Regions from separate parts of the Mus musculus genome. Here region 1 is linked to region 2. The links are chromatin contacts, called in public HiChIP or PLAC-seq maps. All regions are on one chromosome and are shown on one strand. Each heading gives the region's core, a stretch centred on a gene start, on an enhancer-like site or on the middle of the called end of the contact. The rest is flanking DNA. Distances are from core to core; before and after follow the strand shown.

What was found. HiChIP or PLAC-seq counts read pairs in DNA pulled down with a chosen protein or histone mark.
Region 1: a contact with region 2 is called in an H3K27ac HiChIP or PLAC-seq map of extraembryonic endoderm stem cells, with 9 times the contacts expected there. The contact joins the promoter of Ralgapa1 here to the promoter of Baz1a in region 2. A contact is called at or near these places in 2 of 115 datasets of contacts at active chromatin or transcription factors (embryonic stem cells and extraembryonic endoderm stem cells).

What each region holds. Positions count from the first base shown.
Region 1 is chr12:55,818,341-55,823,305 of GRCm38.p6, forward strand. It overlaps Ralgapa1 (Ral GTPase activating protein, alpha subunit 1), which reads right to left and starts at 2,827. Exons shown (of 42, transcript NM_001368814.1): 1 at 2,322-2,827. The coding sequence starts at 2,427.
Region 2 is chr12:54,984,177-54,988,965 of GRCm38.p6, forward strand. Baz1a (bromodomain adjacent to zinc finger domain 1A) reads right to left here and starts at 2,160. Exons shown (of 27, transcript NM_013815.2): 1 at 1,986-2,160; 2 at 1,490-1,631. The coding sequence starts at 1,602. Gm51983 (a long non-coding RNA gene) reads left to right here. Exons shown (of 3, transcript XR_003950194.1): 3 at 1-473.

The sequences.
Region 1 (4,965 bases), core at 1,577-4,076, 830 kb after region 2:
TTTTTTTTTTTTTTTTTTTTTTTTGGTTTTTTGAGACAGGGTTTCTCTGTGCAGTCCTGGCTGTCCTGGAACTCACTCCATAGACCAGGCTGGCCTCAAACTCAGAAATTTGCCTGCCTCTACCTCTGCCTCCCAAGTGCTGGGATCAAAGGTGTGCGCCACCACTGCCAGGCATCTTATTTTAAATGAAATAACTGTAACCATTAAATATTGAAGCCAAAATGTTGCTCAGCAGCAAAGTGCAGGCCTGCTAGCACACTTGAGTCCCCAGGTCAATTCCTAGCCCTGAGGCAGAGAGGGAGAGAACTTAAAACTAACCCTAGCATTTGGGAGTTCATCTTTTAGTATGCATTATGACAAGGCCTCAGAATATGCTATTCTGATATGTAGGGCATGGGTACTGTTGTGAGGGACTTTTCTGTTTAGCAGCATTTAGCATACTTATATGTAGTAGCAACTCTCCACAGAAAAAGTGTTTCCAGACATGATAACTGCTTTTGGCACAATGTGTTTGGTTAAGCACTGTGGTTCTACACTTGAGTGTGGGCTTCTCACAGGGCACAGGTACATAAGAAAGTTGTGAAAGGTAAGACATTCCTGGTGATTTCATTCTTAAAAGACTCCTTAAATTATGAAAGCAAAAGGTTTTTTTGCTTTCTTAAGTATTCCATTTTCGAACTGAGGAAGCCAGGTCCTACAAAATATCCAACATGTGTGGTAGTAATACATCTGATGTTTCCCAAGTTAGGAAACACACATGCACACACTACACACATACACACAACCACAAAACCCTCTATGCTGTGGCAGGTAATTTAGGAACTCTCAATACCCTGCTGTAACTCAGCTTTATAGTTACAACTGCATTTATGCAATCTACAGCTTGTCTCAAGTGAGAGTCAGATTGCACCAAGTGTCCACTTTCAAACGGCCGTTATTTTGTAATACATTTACGTGCCGATGACTTTGCGTGTCTCAGCATATCTTTTCACGCAAATCTTCAATGACTTAACTCCAAAATGGAAATGTTAAAAACCTCTACCATATTTAAATGGTTTACATAAGATGGATTTAATTGCTTTCTCACTATACCACAGGTATAAGTACTTGTGATAACTAAGACTAGCTGTCAGACATGTAGGAAGGCTGAAAAACAAATCAGAGACAGAAAATCTAGGCTTCGTTGTGGTCGTTAGTCTCCACCAGCTCCATCCATCTTCAACTTTTTTGTTTATATATTTTTTAAAATGGCAAATAATATCTCTATTTCTAGACAGATGGTCATGTTGGATTATACTAATTCATGTGAGACCCTTTGTAGACAGCAAAACACCACACAAATGTTGGGTATCATTGGTGGTATTAGTCACAACACAGTAGAGAAATCCATCCATGAAACAGAGGACACACCACTAAACATATAAGTCACTTTCCAAAACAGACAGAAATTAGGAGGACAGCTTGAGATGATAAACTCTGAATTAGAATTCAGACATCTGAGATCTAACCTCAGCTATCCTATTGTCATTCTATATGTCTAAGCCCTGGTCAACTTTCCTTTTTACCTCAAAATTTCTTCATTTAAAAAAAAAAAAAAATCCAAGTTGTCTATGACCAAGTATCCAAAAATCCTCGCTTAACACTTTATCCCAAATCTAGCTTGCTTCGGTCTTCAGAGACACTAAAGTTGATGAGACGGCAGAGAGTAAGAAATTTTTAATGAAAACTTAATTCTGTATCGTTCACGAGAACCTTCTTCTCTATAATTAGTTTTCTTCCTAAAGGACAGCAAATGAAGAACAGGGTGTATAGGGCGGGGTTCTTTCCCCAAGCTTCAGGAACCACCCACTTCCCAAAGAGGTGCAACTGCTTCCTCCAGGGCCCTCACCTGCCAAAAAAACTTGAAAGACTACGGGTTCCACTGGCCGAGCCAGCGCTTTGCTTTGCTTTGCTTTGCACTCGGGTGGGGATGGCAGTAGTCAGATGGCAAGCACACCCTCTAAACACCATTACCCACAACGCCAAGTGTCCCTGAAGTCTCATCAAGGACTTAAGTTTCTGGCCTGACTGTCATTTTTTTTTTTTTAAACAATCAGACCAGGAACTCCAACGTGGGTCTCTCCGTGCTGGTGCTGACTGATTTGTACCAACTGCCAAGCTGTCCCCTTCCCTCGCCGCCCGCCCGCGCGTGGGCAGAGGCGCCGCCGGCCCTCACTCCCGACCGCGCCAGGTCGCGAGGGCGAAGCCCGGAGCTCGCGGGGTGACAGGCCGGGGGCAGCAAGGCCGCCGCGGCGGCGCCCCGGGGTCGCGGCTCCCCTCACCGATGACGATGCGCAGGTGCTTGAGGCGGGTCAGCGCGTCCTTCTTGGTGTCCAGCACCTTCTGGGTGGACTTCTTCACGTCCCCGTGCGGCTTCTTAGAGAACATCCTGCGGCCGCCGCGGCCCCTCCCGGCCGGGTCCCGACGACCCAGCGCAGGCGGTGGGCGGGGAAGAGGCTAGCCGCGGCGGCTCATGCGTTCCCCCGCGTCCGCCGCTGCCGCGCGGGCCCCGCTGCCAGGCCCGCCTCTCGCCGCCGCCGCCGCACGGAACCTGCAGCCCCGGCTCCAATATGGCGGATCCGCCCCGCGCGCTGCAGCGACGAGGAGACGCGGAGCGGCCGCCGCCGCCCAGGCCGCGGCAGGAATCCCCACAGCCGCGGAGAGGGAGCGCTCCGCCGCGGCGCCACTCCTCTCTCCCTGAGGCCCCCTTAAGGTTGAAGCGTCTCTAGCAGCTTCAACCCCGCGGAGGCCAAAACCGAGTCGTGTGGTGATGGAGTTTCACGACTCTGCCGTCGGTGGCGAACGGTCCCCGTGGCAACCGCCTTCTGACGTCAAGTGCTCGTGACGTCATGTCAGCGTGAGCTCATTCCTGCCTCTATAGCCTCTTGGTTTCCTGTGTCTGTAGTAATGAAGAAGGGCAAGAAAGTTAAGGAAGGTGTTGTCTACTGTGTGCTCCTTGTAAACAGCGGTTCCTAGAGTTTTTGTTGAAAAAGTCGTTCATCTCCACTCTTTAAACCGCTCTGAGTAACTTAAACATCAGAACAGATGTGCAAGGCCAGCTTGATACTAGCTCTGAAGCCTTGGCTCTGACGTCATTTCACTTTCTAATTTGGATATTTCCTGTGTTTTGCAAACCGTTCACTTTCTAATTTGGATTCTTCCTGCGTCTTGCAAAATAATGATTAAAAATGTACTGTACTTTAGAGATGCGTGGGAGTGTTGCATCCTTTTCCTTTAAATTAACATGCACATGGCTAGAGCTGCAGTTCGCTCTAGCACCAGATCTCCAGCACCAAGAAAACAGACATAAATAAATAAAATATCTTGTACAAGTAAATGCATCCTACCATATATCAGAGAAAAAAAATTAAGAAATCTGGATGATTTTAAAGGAAGGCTGTCTTTAGATGTGAAATACTCACCTAAATCCAAAGAACGCTGTGTAAGATCCAAGTAAAACAATTAACTAAGTGTGGTAGTGCTCTGCTGTCATACTAGGATTTGGGAAGACATAATTCAAGGTCAATGGCAGCTACGTTAGACCATGTCTCAAAACAAAACAAAACAAAACAAAAAACTACAAAACACAAGTAGTAATCACAAACTCTGGCTTTTTGTCTTTGCCTGTCCCTAGTGCCCAGTCCCCTGCTGATCTATCTTCCGTCACTCTGAATTAATATTTGTTAGACAATTTTGTTTGTATTTTTCTTTAGAGACTTTAAATAATTTATTTTATTTGTTTGTTTATTCATTTGCTTTTTTCGTTTTGGTTTTCCAAGGCAGGGTTTTTCTGTGTAGCCCTGGCTGTGAACTCACTCTGTAGATCAAGGTGGCCTAGAACTCACAGAGATCCACATGCCTCTGCCTCCAGAGTTCTGAGATTAAAGTGTGTGCCACCACTGTCCAGCTTGTTTGTTTGTTTATTTTGGTGTTCTGCCTACATATATGTCTGTGAGATGGTATCAGATCCCCTGGAACTAGGGTTACAGACAGCTGCAAGTTGCCATGGAGGTGCTGGGAATTGAACCTAGGTCCTCTTAACTGCTGAGCTGATTGATTTTTATTTTGAATCTGTGAGTGTGTGTGAATGTGTGTGTGTGCGCGCGTGCGTGCATGCACACAAGCATCTACACAAACATGCCTTTTGAGGCTGTACTTATAGGCAGTTGTGAGCCACCCAGCCTCAGTACTGCAAATCAAACTTGGGTTGTCTGCAAGAGCATATACTCCCCTAACTAGTGAGCCATCTCTACAGCTCCCTTCTTTTAGAATTTTACATCAAATCTACAGAATACATGAAATGTACATAAAAACAGTGATGTGTTGTTTTATCAGTAGCCTTTGTCTTCAAATAGTAATTCACCAGTGAGTGCAACAGTAGGAACTCCCACGGCCTATTAAGAATAGCAGTAATTAGTAGGAGGCTTCTGAAAAATAGCAGGATACTTTAAAATGTTTACATAATCTTGCGGAGGTTTGAATAGGTATGGTCCCCATAGATTCATGTGTTTGAATGCTTGGCCCATTAGGAGATGTAGCCTTGTTGAAGTGGGTGTGGCCTTGCTGAAGTGGGTGTGGCCTTGTTGGAGGACTTGTGTTGTTGTGGAGGTGGGTTTTGAGGTCTCATATGCTCAAGCTCTGCCCAGTGTGGAACCCAGTCCCCTGGCTGCCTTTGGATCAAGATGTAGAACTCTCAGCTCCTCCAACACCCCGTCTTCCTCCATGCTGCCATGATTCCCACCACGATAAAGGACTAAACTCTGAAACTGTAACCCTGCCCCAATCAGCTGACTTTATAAGAGTTACCTTGGTTATGGTGTCTCTTTACAGCAATGAAACCCTAACTAAGACAAATCTGATTCAAAAGTTCCACTTTTAGAACTCTTTTAAAAAAGAGTGTCAGGAAAAAATAAGGTTTTGTAAAAT
Region 2 (4,789 bases), core at 910-3,409:
ATCATCCTCGCACAGTTACCCAACTCAATTCCACCTAAGAAGTTACAAGAGTGCACTCAAAGTAATAAAACAAGTCTATACAGGAGCCCAGTGAGATGTGCACTCCTACTTAAGGGTACTGTTTGGTGAAAAGTACTATCTACTTCTCTAGATACAACATGGTTACCTGTAACCCCTTCTAGGGAGCTGAAGATAGGGTAGGGAGTGGAGGGTCTTTCTTGGAACTGACTTTTCTAATCTCACTACTCCTTTCTCAGCTGGCTGTTGAGTTCGCCTAAAGACATCCCTGGATCAAGCCTTTCTCTCAGGCCCCCAAACTCAGAAATCCTCCTTCACACAACCTATTCGGTTGCTATTAACATACGGTTTCTAAGCCACAAAGAGAGTCTGCGTGGAGGAGAAAGAAAGAACGAGAGGGCTTGTGTGTGTGTGTGTGTGTGTGTGTGTATGTCCCGTGACTGATCAATTCGGGTTCTCACTTAAGAGTCTGTTTAAACACCGGTCGCTGCTTCGTGTCACTGAGCCACGCACGGAAACTCTTGGATACACCAAGCAATGACAAAAAATTGGGAGTTGAAGCTACATCTGCAGCAGCTTCAGGTTCTTATCAAAACAAAAGCAGTGGCACATGTCAGGCGGCCCACATGAGCCAGAGGAGGGAGTGTGTGTTGGGGCGGGGAGGTGGCGGTGGAGGCGACAAACTGAAGCTGGAGTTGAACTTGTCTAACCCCCCTCTCCCAACTCCCACCGCCTAGCTCTTGGTGCTCGAAAGGAAAACCAGGGGCGTCCGGGACCCCGCTATCTCCCACTCCTTTCCCCACGCTCCGCTCGACTACTCCCTCGCAGGTCTCCTGGGGGCGGAGACGCCGAGTTCCCCGGGGACCGGAGTTTAGTCACCAAGAAGAGGCGGTGACAGAGCGTGGCTCTCGTCGCACACTCCCAGGCCTAGGCGGCGCGGGACGCGAGGCCGCCGCTCAGGACACCCGTGCCCCAACGCTCCCCGGCCCCGTCCTCCCGGCCGGTGAAGTAACCCCTTTGCCCCCAACGCGGAGCGAGCCTCCACTCCCGCCCCGTCCCCACCTCAGCCCCGGCAGCCTCCCACTACCAAACGTCAGAAGCCACGCGCGACCGCGAAAAACCCAGTCCGGGGCCAGCCCGCTTCCTGCCCTCGGGCTCGGAGAATCCCTCTCCGGGCTGAGGCACCGGGGCGGCGCGCGGGCTGACCCGGCGGGGATCCCGGAACCGGCGGCCGAGCGCGTGCGGCCACGGCGGGGAGGGGCGAGGCGGGGAGTTTCCGCCCGCCCGGGCGAGCGCGGCGGCTCCGAGCGGTCGCCGGCCTCCGCGGGCCCCGCCGCCAGCCGCCCCACGCGGTCACGGCGCGCGGGGGATGGGCGGCCCGGCCACCCGTCACGAGCCCCGGGAGAGAAAGAGGAGACAGACAGACAAAAGGGCGCGGGGGCGGCTGTCCCCGCTGCGCGGCCGGCCTTACTCGTAGTGGCGGAAGATCTCGTTGGTGACTTTACAGTAGAAAACTTCCTCGTCCGGCCGCAGGTCCCCCGGCGGCTTCTGCCTCACGAAAGGCTTTCGGTGAAGCAGCGGCATCTCCCGGCTGCGCGCGTCCGCCCGCGCCCCTAGCAAATTGGAGGGAAAGGAGAAAGCCGGTAAGGTCGGGGAGCGCCGGGGCGGCTCGGCTGCCTTTTGTGTGACAGACGAGTCCGGTCCTCCCCGCCGCCGGGGTGCCCAGTCTGTCGGGCGGCCGCGGCCCCGGCGCGCCCCGCGGGCGCCTCACAATGGGGCGGACGCCCGGCGGCGGGCGGTGCGGCGGCTCCCCCCCCCACCCCCCAGCGCCGCTCCGGGCCGCCGCACCACCGGTCCCGGGACTCGCAACGTGCTCGACGCATCCCCGGGGCTAGGCGGCCACGGAGCCCGGGCGCCGCCGCGCTTTGTTCCCGGTTCCCCGGGACGCCGGCTGGCGAGCCCCTCACCTGCGAGCACTTGCCCGCCGCCGCACCTTCCCACGAGGAACGCCGCGAGGTCCCGGCCCGCCCCGCCCCGGAGTCTCTCCCGGCCGCCGCCGCTCCCGCTGCCACTGCCGGGCTCCGCGCGGGGATCGCGTCCCGCCGGCACTTCCCCGCCTCTCCGCGCTCCCGGGAAGTTTCTGAGCTACTTTCGGCTCTGAAGGAGGAAGAGCTGTGGGGAGGAGCTTTTCGCTTCTCGCTTCTACCTTTTTATTGGCTACTGGATGACTTTTACAGCCTGTCACTGATACAGGAAGAGAGGGCGAAGAGCCTGGGAGAGCTACATTATTAATTAATGGAGCAACCCCTCGTGAGGAATCAGAAGCATCCTCCATGTTTGAGATTATCGGCCAGAAGATCTGGGGAAAGCGCTAGTGTTCCTTAAACACATGGCAGACAAAGTAAAGTCTTCATCTTTTCCAATGGGCCACCAGCGCCCAGCTATTGAGTTGAAAAGGGGATTCCGGCTCCGATTTAAATTGCGTTTTGAAGAAAGGAAGAATAAGAAACGAAATCGCTAAAACCCTCAAAGTATTTTGCATGCGTAATCATCCATCTTGAAAGAAAGAACTTTTTTTGACACCAGTCCTTCTTGATACTTAAAACAATTCAAAGAGTTTGATAGCTCAGGAAAAGACAAAAGTTTGAAATGTCATCTCACTTATATGATCCCCCTACATATTTAAAACTAAACCCAGAATTTTTAAAAAGTATAAGTAACTTATAATCTACAAGTAACTTAAGGTCAATTTTCAGTTCAATTAGAGTCCTAACGATGTTAAATTTACTACCGAGATGTCTCATTAAACAATTTTCCCATATCAGTAATTTTCACAAATGAAACCAAATTTAATTCTTATAAGACTTGGGACTTTTGAATTGAAAAGGATATTCTAAGTTAGAAGTCATTCAGAATGTTCACCAACTTTTAATAATTTTTGCCATCACTCTATTTGCTTATTTGCAAATTAACATGTAAGAATGAGTCTAAAAGTATAACTGAGGAATAGTCTTCCAGTAAAATGTTACTTTTTTTCCTAATTACTAATGCTGTGAAATGATTTTAAAAACTGGGATCTTCTATAACTATTTGTATGTGGGTGGTGGTGTTTAAGACTATTTACCAGTTATGAACTTCTCAAACTACTATGATTATAGAACGAGTAAAATAATACTTGGTGAAAGTCTGTTCTATGGCACTAAAAAGCAGTTAATAGTGTGTGTGCATACACATTTCTGCATGAGCATAGCCACAGAAGCTTACAAGTCTCCCAGTGGCAAGTATATACGTAAGACTGTATGCTTTTCAGAGAAGTACACAGTACACACTTAAAGACTTGGTGTTTTGAAAATTGACCTCCAAATTTCTGAGTTCGAGGCCAGCCTGGTCTACAGAGTGAGTTCCAGGACAGCCAGGGCTATACAGAGAAACCCTGTCCCGAAAAACAAACAAACAAAAAACTTTTAAAAAATTGACCTCCAAATAATATACAGAATAATAGTAAGAATTCTCTAGGAAGTAGTTATTAATAGCACCTACAACAGTCCCCTAAACAAGGGGCAAGAAGAAAATTTAATTTACAAGGTGAGTGTTGTGTGTGCGTGCATGAGAGAGAGACAGAGAGATAGAGACAGAGAGAGAGAGATAGGTGAACCCAGGGGCCTAAGCATGCTAAGCCCCTAGCCTGAGGTCTGTATTAGCACAGTATGCATATAATCCAAAAGTTAAAATAAGTGGGAATCTAGAAAGGGATTAAACTCTCTGAATACTTCTAGTTTTCAACTTACTATTTGCTACATTTTAAAAATTGTTAAATTATCGAAAATCGAGATAGGCAGGCAAATGGCTCTGTGGATTAAGACACTTGTCACCAAACCTGACTACCTAGGTTCCATTTCCAGAACCCACATAGGGGAAAGAGAGAACCCACTCCCATAGATTGTCCTTTGATCTCCTCTTTTGTGTGCCCCCCCACTCCAATAAGTAAATATGATTTTAAATTTTTCTTTAAAAATTTAAAAGCAAGTGTTTATTTTCTTATTATAAATACAAATATTGACTATTTAGATTATTTTATTATGCTCCCAAAATTAAGATTTTATTCTTTTACCTATCAAATAAATACTATCAAAATCGATTTTTCTGTTCTCATACTCAATTTTCAGTATACTTATGTTCTGGGTTTTATGTATAGTTTATTTAATTTGTGACTGTTAGAAGGTGTTATGTAAGCTTAGAAAACTAAAATTATCATGTACAAAAGTTTGTTTTCTTGGGGTCATTAGGATAAGAATGGCCCCCATAGGCTCAGATATTTGAATGCTGAGTCACCAAGGAGTGAAATTCTTTGAAAAGATTAGACCGATTAGGAGGCGTGACCCTGTTGGAGGAAGTGTGCCACTGGAGGTGTGCTTTAAGGTTTGAAAAGCCCTGGTAAGGTCCAGGCTCTCTCTCATCCTCTGCCTGTGGATCAGGACACATCTTTCATCTATAGTCAGACCTCAGAGGTCTAGAGCCACTGTTCTCATATCAGACTGAGGGCCTCCCATGTGAAGAACAGCGCAGAGCTTAGGTGTGTTCTAGACCTCTGCTGCCCAGGAGAATCACCTGTGAGTGTTTAGAAAATACTGATGCAGATTGTTTTTTGGTTGGTTGGTTGATTGGTTGATTGGGTTTTTTTTGTTTTTGTTTTTGTTTTTTTGTTTGTTTTTTTGAGACAGCGTTTCTTTGTCTAACAGAGTCATGGCTGTCCTGGAACTCGCTCTGTAGA